2 separate regions of the Mus musculus genome follow, and region 1 is linked to region 2. A link is a contact called in public HiChIP or PLAC-seq data. All regions are on one chromosome and are shown on one strand. Each heading gives the region's core, a stretch centred on a gene start, on an enhancer-like site or on the middle of the called end of the contact. The rest is flanking DNA. Distances are from core to core; before and after follow the strand shown. Region 1 has its middle 25 kb from the start of Cyp26b1. Region 2 holds the start of Exoc6b (exocyst complex component 6B).

Region 1 (3,920 bases), core at 674-3,173, 500 kb before region 2:
AAAAAAATGATCCCAAAGATTTTTTTAGTGAGATAGCTCCACCCACAACATGATGGCCATGCCGGGGACCAAGCTGAAGTTGAATCCTCAGGGTCCCTATTTTAAAAGATTTAGAATCCCCTGAGCTGGGAGCCAGAGACAGGAGGATTCTGGTGTTTGAAAGCCAGCCAGCCCATCTGTCTACTTGTGGAGTTCTGGGCCAGTGAGAGACCTCATCTGAAAAAGCAAGGTGGCCACTAGAGAAATGGCTCAGCCTTTAAGAGGCCCTGCTGCTTTCCCAGCTGGGATTAAGTTTGGTTCCCGGCACCCACTGCAAGGGGCTCACAATGGCATGTAACTCTAGCTTCAAGGGATATGATCTTTTCCAGCCTCCATTGGTATCTCCACACATTTGTACACACACACACACACACACACACACACACACACACACACACACATGTTTTAAAAAAAAAAGTGAGTCAGGCATGAAGGTCTTTAACCCCAGCAGTCTGAAGCAGAGGGAGATAGGTCTCTGTGAGTTCAAGGCCAGCCTGGTCTGTATAGCAAGTTCCAGATCAGCCAGGGATAGAGAGGGAAAACTTGTCTTCAAAATAAAAAATAAGGTGGATGGTTCCTAGGAACCACACTTGAGACTGACCACACAGACACACACATCTGCGCACATGTGCACCTATACACACATGCACACTATCTCTCACATTCTGCTGTTAGGGCCCAAACCTGCTAAATCTCCTCAGAACCTCTTTGGCGGGCTGTGGAAGCCAAGAACTCACTCCTTCAGGCTGGAACACACGCAAAACAAGGCCTCTCGGAGCCACTCTAGATCCCAGGCTGAGACCCCATGTTCTCCAAGGCTGCCTGGGCCAGACTCAGTCCCAGGCACTAGTCCAAGGCTAACATTTACTATCTCTCATCAATGGCTCTGCTCTGCCATCCCCTGCCATCCCGGGGGTACTGTTATTAGGACAGGAGCTCTGTGTGGCCCTGGGCCTGATGCCAACAAGGCCTTGGAGATGGCAGAGCCGGGGATGCCTGTGGGGTAGGTCACTCTCTGAGGACCGTGAAAGCTGTCACTCTCTAAAAGCTGCCTGCCAACTACAGCATCTGCACAGGGCATTAGCAGAGTGGGGATTCTCACAGAGACACGGCTCCAGGCCAGATTGCTCATTCTTTCTCTTTGCTTAAGCTTTGTATGTGTGTGCATGTGTGTGTGTGTGTGTGTGCATGCGTGTGTATGTGTGTGCATGCGTGTGTGCATGTGCTTGTGAAGCAACCAACCTATGGTCACACATGTGCGAAGATAAATGTAAGCCTGGGGCGTGGTGTTTGTTCCAGCCTCTTCAAGCATGGACCCTGTTGTAATTGAAAAGTAAACATGAAGGCAATAGCCACACTGCATTGCTAGAATCCAGAAGAGGTGCTGTCACCATGGGAGCGCTTGTGTATAAACTGTGACCTTAATCTTTACACGGTGGTACACACCCTGGGTGAATCCTTAGGAATATACTTCGATTCACATCATGGAGGTCAGCAAGATGACTCAGTAGGTAAAGAGATTGCCACAAAGTCTCCTGACCTGAGTCATTCCCCATTCTGGTGACCCACATGGTAGAAGAAAAGAAGTGACTACAAATTGTCCTCTGACTCTCGCGTGTACACTTGAAAAATATAGATTAAATAATTTTAAAATCACACAAATGTGTGTGCATATTAAAGCTTCAATTCCCCAGAACTGCCAAAATTACCATCATATACATACATATGTATGCAAATGCATATGTCTGTATGTGTGCCTCCTATTTCACATCCAGTCTCTACGGTGGCTCAGCCTTCTCCTTGGGCTCCTCCACCCTGCTCTCCCCACACCAGTGTGAGCCACTCACAGCGCTGCTATAGAGTTTCAAACAGAATCCTAAGGAAGCTGGGCAGAAACCTGGCCCCCAGAGTGCACGCCTGCGCAGCCCCTCCCCTGGGGTGTGAAAGGGACTCTTAAGACAGAATCCACGGTGACGATGTTCTCAGCAATGTAAAAGGAAGTAATGTCCCTAACCTGTTAATTTAGGTTGAGCGTTTTTCCTGAAGAAAGAGAGAAGGGAAGAAGGAAGGTGGGAGGGAAGACAGGCAAGCAGGAAGTACTTTGGCATAACCAGAGATCTCAAGGCCAGAGACAGGCTCGGGAGAGACACCTCCGTTAGCCCACAGGAAGCAACTGCCTCGGTGCAGTGCTATGTGGTAAGTCAGGAGGTGGCCTTTAAGACCAAGAACTTGAATCTTGCCACTGACCTGCTCTGGCCTCTGCTTCAGGCTGTCTGTCATGTACTGCCAACTGTCCCTACTCTGGGGCACCAGTTGGAAGAAGTCAGATACCTGGCCAGGGGTTGGTACATGACTCAAAGTGAGCCAATTAGGGTCCTTGCTCAAGTGGGGGTAGAGAGCCTGAGGCCTTCTGAGGGTATCAGCTCATAGTGAGATCCCCAGGATACACCCCAGGACCACCAGTCACCACCTGCCCTACTTACCTTATCTCACCAAGCCAGGGTCCCAGAGCAAGATATTTTGAGAAGGAAGGGCCTAGAAAACCTAGCCAGATCAATCAAGAAGAGCTGTTATGGGTGCAGCCCAGGACTCCAGCCTTCCAAACTACCCCTATTCCCTCCCAGGTTAGACAGCACCCTGTCCACACAGCCAGAATGAAGAGCTAGGAGGCCCAGGAGATAGCAGAGCCAGTGCAAGGTGGGCCAGCTCAGCCTCTTCTGGGGGACATGGAGTTGGAGGGGAGAAAGCTATGGGAAGAAAGGCCCCAGACTGCTCATTATTGTCCCAAGACCAGAGCCTAGAGCCTCAGCCAGGCATGAAGCCTGCTTTTGATGTCTCCTCCTCTGTCTCTCTCCTACCCTTTCCCCTCCCCCTCTTCCTCTTTTTGTTCCTGCCTGCTCCCTTTACTCCCTCCCCTGACTTGCCCCTTCCCTTTCTCTGTCTCCCTCCTTCCCTCCCAACCTTCAGGCATAGCTGGCTGCCTCTCACAGCTCACCCTGCTGGCCCTGAGGTCCTGGGCAGCCAAGCCCAGCCAAGGCCAAGGCAATTTTGGGAAAGGGCTGGAAGATGTCTGAATGTGGATCTTCTAAGTTCTCTCCAAACTGGTGCCCCAGTCCAGGGACAAACAGTGTCCCTGTTTATCTGTCCAGTGTCTGTATGCTCCTTTCAGGCCTGGGAAGCTCAGCCTACAGCTGGCTGGGGAAAGGGGAGGGAGAGCAGCTAAAGTCATTGTCCCCTCCCCACCACCACCAGCTCAGCACCATGTGGAAGGCAGGGAATGAGCTGATGAGGGGACCAGCTCCCCATCTGGCTCCCTGCCAGTGCAAGGCAGGGGGTCAGGCCAAGGGTAGCCCTGGGGCCCCGCTGCAGCTCCATTTGCTGTCACAGGGATGGATGGAACTCACACCCAGACAAACCATGGCCTCCCTGGAAAGGTTCCCAAGACATCCAGTCCCTGCATTGCTGCGACTGCTGGCTGGACCTGGGCCAGCCCAAGAGAGCTGCGGTGAGTACTGGCCACTACAGGGCACCTGTCCCCAGCCCTTCTCTTGGTTTCCCTGTGACCTTAGGAAGGTCACTGCAGGATTCTGCTTTTATGGAGGAAACAAATCCCCCCTGACTTTGTGGAAGGTGGAAGGATGGGGTGAGCAGATCCAGGGATGGGAGGTGAGAAGACCGCATTCACCATACAGAAGAATAGGTGCCCAAGGTCTGTAACTATCCTGCCCTAGTGCCACTATCGGCTTCTGTGATCCAGGCGGAACAAACAAGGCCCTGTGTCCCAATGCGCCTGGGCCAGGGTGCTGTGGGCAGAGCCATTGTGAGAAAGAACAGAGGCGACCACACAGTGACTTTTGTCAGGTGAGCCTGGCAGTGGCCAC
Region 2 (4,271 bases), core at 983-3,482:
GTATTACTAAAGCCAAGAAAATTAAACAGCAAAATTCAGTTTATACAAATACACACTACTGGTGCTGGACATAGAGCTCAGTTGGTCGAATGCTCACCTGACAGGCAGCAGCGAGCCTGTTCAGTCACTAGCATGACTGTGATAAAACTAAGCTTGATGAGGCTAAACTATAATCCCAGCTCTTAGGAAGTATGATGAAGATCAGAAGTTCAAGGGTACCCTCAGCTAGAGAGCAAGTATGAAGACAGCCTGGAATAAGGGAAACTACATATCCATGCTAGAAATAAAAGACAAAATGTACTACTATTTCACTGAGGGTTAACACACTAAATCACAGTAATCTAAATTAAAGTTATTTATTACATAAAACAACAGCAATCAGAAACCACAAGCAACTCAAGACAGCATGTCCTGATAAGAAATTCTTCCTAAAATTCTGGTGATTCTAAACCCTCAACTTAACAGACAAATTTCTTAACATAACATTTTCAGTCACTCTACTATCACTTTAGTTACTGAAAGCCAAATAGTAATAGCCACTAATAACATATGTAGGAGAATATTAGTGAGTGACAACTGGGCTTTTAGAAAGGACTACGACGAAATGTAAATCACTGGCCTTTCCCACAAGAAAACAGTAAAGGAGAGGAGCACGACCAAGATCATGGTCATGATGTTGATTCAGAGGAAAAGGAATCAACTCTGTGAAAGAACTGGCACAATAAGAAACGGGAGTTAAAAATCACCTGGGGCAGGGGGAAAGATGGGGTTCAATTCAGTGGAAGAGCATTGTGTGGCATTCCAAGGCTCTGGGTTGTGGGGGTGGGCAGAGGGGAGGAAAGACAAACTATTAAGGACAGTTATTTCCAGGAATGACACTGAGAAAACTTGCTTGGCACCAAAAATGGAGCCTGGAGAAGAATGCTGTGCAAGTGAAGCTAAAAGTAAAAGTCCCAGTCTTGGTCACTCGTGACAGGGACAACTCTCCCCATGAAAATGCCAACACTGATTAGTGATGCTCTATGGAGGGAGGCGCATTGATATATATTGTACAAGGAGGGGTAAAGATGATTTTCAACTCATGTACTGAACAGAGACCAGAAAGTACTACAGGAAAGGATTGGAAGGAACTAGTTCTAGGACACCAGGAAACTGAGGGGGGGGGTGTTCAAAATTGGGCTTGCTGAATAATTTTCAACAGGAAGTACAGCAGATGGCAATCCGCAACTAAGGCAGAACAAAAGTAGCGAAGAATCTGTGGGCTGTGCACAGTTCAGCTGAAGAGGGCTTGCCTGGCACACTGCAAGACATTGTGTTCCATCCACAACACCACAAAAAAATTAAAAAGACGGAAAGGCAGGGTGTTCAGTGCAGTGTCTGAGCTGGGAACAAGAAACCCATTTCCCTTCCTCTGCGACCTTGGATAAGTCACTCCTCTTCCAGGCATCTCGTCTGATACAGAGGGAACGGTAACTGTACCCCAGCGGTAGGATTGCTCAACGGCTTCCATAGATGTGTTTGCACATTAACTCACACAATGCCTCACGCTCTGTGTAACAAGTGCAAGGTAAGTAAGCCGAGAAAGGCCGGGTACGTCCTGACATCTCCACGGGCAATGCAGGTGGAAGCTCTCGGAGAAGGTGTCAGGGGAGGGAGCACAGAGCATGTCCAGGTAGTGGCAAGGTCCTGAGACTACACCTGGACTGGGTCGTCCTCACGAACTGGGCTCTCAGGCGAGGGAAGGTGGGAGGACACTTCCTCCAGGACCGAGAAAACCGGGACGCTCTCGGAGGACCTGTGATGGGCAGTTCCACAGCGCGCAGAGCCGGCGCTTGCTCCTGACTGAAGAGCAGCTAACCAAAGGGAGCGGCGGCCCAGTAGAGCCGCGCCTCACCCTTTCTCCTCAGAGTAGCTCCCCAGCAGGGCCTCGCCCAGGACGCGGGACACCCGCGACTCTCCCCACAGCCAGCCGCCGCGCTCCGCCTGCTCCAGCCGACCCGGCCCCGCCCCAGTACCTGAGCGTGGGCCCGATGCAGGCCGTGTCTGTGCTCTCGATCTCCCTCAGGATCCGCTCGTGCTCCGCCGCCGTCTCCAGGCTCTCCTCCGCCATCTTCGCCCGCTCCATCGCAGGGCGCTGCCGCGCGGCCCTCTCTCAGCGAGTACCCCACGATCCCTCTGCCCAGGATCTGCGGCCGCTGGGCCAGCACCCCGCAGCGCGACCCCGCCCTCGGATGCCACGCCCCCTGGCGTCAGCCGGGCCGCGAGCGTCGCGCGCAGCCCACTGGGATTCGTAGTTCTCTGGGTCAGGCTGAACTGGATTCTGCCCATTCACACACACTGAATCTGCGCAAATTGCCTCTACTTTGATATAGATGCAGAGCTTTACGACACATGTATACAGTGACATCAAATCAGGCAGTGGTACTAACCCAGCACATTTTTTTAAAATCGTTTATGTGTATTTTGCTTGTATGTATATCTGTGCACTACATGTATGCATGGTACCCAAGGAAATCAGCAGAAGGTGTCAGATCACCTGGGACTGGAGTTACAGATGGTTGTGATGTCACTAGTAGGTGCAGGGAAGAACCACAGTGTTCAGTGTTTATCAGCTGAGTCTTCTCTCCAGCCCCTAATATGAAGCCCAGGCTGGCCTTGCACTCATGATCATCCTGTTTCCACTTCTTCTTCTTCTTTTTTTTTTTTTTTTAGATTATAATATAATTATAAGATTTCTCCTTTCCCTTTCCTCCCTTCAAAGCCTCCTACATACCCCTTCCCCACTCCTCTTCAAATTCATGGCCCCTCTATTCACTGTTATTGTATGCATATATGCATATAAATATATACCTAAATATGTTCAGTTTGTATAATGTAACTTGAATGTATGTTTTCAGTACTGGCTGTTTCTGCCTCCACCTCTTAATCATTTCCTATGAGCAAGACCCACCACAACCAGCTTTCTTTTCTTTTCTTTTTTTCTCTTGAGAAAAGGTCCCATTATGTAGTCCTAGATAGAATTGAAATTCATTATGTAGATAAGATTGGCCCTGAACTCACAGATACCTACCTGCCTCAGCCCTCCAAAGTTCTGTATTTAAAGACATCTACCACCACATTTGGCCTTTTTTTATTATTAAAATAAAATTACATCGTTTTTCTACATTCCTTTTTCTTCCTTCCAGTCTACCTATGCACCCCTCACCTCCCACCCCAAAATCCTGGCCTTCTCTTCTCTAATTGTGTGTGAAGATGTGGATGTGTGTCTACACATAAATATACAGTTACAAGCTACTGAGTTGTTCAGTGTTGCATATATGTGATTTCAAGGCTGGCCACTTGGCATTGGATAACCAGCATAGAGGGCTCCCATAGAGAAAGACTCTCTTTCTCTCTCTCTCTCTCCTTTACTTGCCTGTAGTTCATAGGTGAATCTTCCCTGTAGTTTTTAGGAAACACAATCTCACAGCACATTTCCTGATCCTCTGGCTTTGAAATCTTTCTGACCCTCTCTTCAGAAATGTTTCCTGAGTCTTGGGTGCAGGAGTTGTGTTGTAGATGTAACCATTGGGACTGAGAACTCCATGGTCGTTCTTCTCTGTATTCTGACTGTTTGTGGTTTTCTGGAATGGTCACTGTCTGTTGCAAGAAACTTCTTTGGTGAGGTTGGGAGCCACACCTAAACTGTGGTTATAAGGTTATTTAGAATGCTATTAGCAATTATACTGGTTTACTACAGTAGCAGTAGTAGGTTCCCCTCTAAGATCCATAACCACACTAGCCCCAGCTAGTTTACTAGGCTTCCAATACCAGGAATGATTTCCCCCATGCCAAGTGGGCTTTAAATGCAATTAGACATCTTCTGGTTACAACCAAAGTATGATGGCCATTATTGTGCCTTTGGGGATCTCTGACTATGCTGGTAGTTGCTGTAGTTCTTAGGACTGTTGGTTGTCTCCCTCTACTAGTACTTGGAATAGCACCTTCTAGTTCTATGAAAGTTAGTCCTCAGGGAAGAGGTTTTCAGGGCAGATCCAGCTCTAGGTCCTATGTTCAAACTGCACAGTGTCTTCAGCAATAGAGACTTAGCCTCAACCTCTGGCAACCAGGGGCAATGGCAATAGCCTGTATTGTTTCAGGAATCTCTTGGGCTACCCTGACCAACAATTCAAAAGGTGGCTTCTTGTATCGAGTACTGGATTTTTTTTTATTAGGTAGTTTATGGCTCTTAAAGGGAACATTGTCAGCCCAAGTGGCTTAACTTCATTTAA

The links. HiChIP or PLAC-seq counts read pairs in DNA pulled down with a chosen protein or histone mark.
Region 1: an HNF4G HiChIP or PLAC-seq map of pancreatic cancer cells shows a contact between it and region 2. The contact joins the enhancer-like site here to the promoter of Exoc6b in region 2. A contact is called at or near these places in 5 of 115 datasets of contacts at active chromatin or transcription factors (embryonic forebrain, embryonic stem cells, fetal liver and 2 more).

The regions. Positions count from the first base shown.
Region 1 is chr6:84,566,873-84,570,792 of GRCm38.p6, forward strand. No RefSeq gene overlaps it. Among named protein-coding and RNA genes, the nearest start is that of Cyp26b1, 25 kb to the right of the region's middle. Within about 2 kb of position 1,924, at least 36 of the 459 cell types and tissues checked have an H3K27ac peak or open chromatin away from gene starts, as enhancers often do. A contact at or near this core is called in pancreatic cancer cells, where this site is marked.
Region 2 is chr6:85,067,281-85,071,551 of GRCm38.p6, forward strand. Exoc6b (exocyst complex component 6B) reads right to left here and starts at 2,233. Exons shown (of 22, transcript NM_177077.2): 1 at 2,016-2,233. The coding sequence starts at 2,125.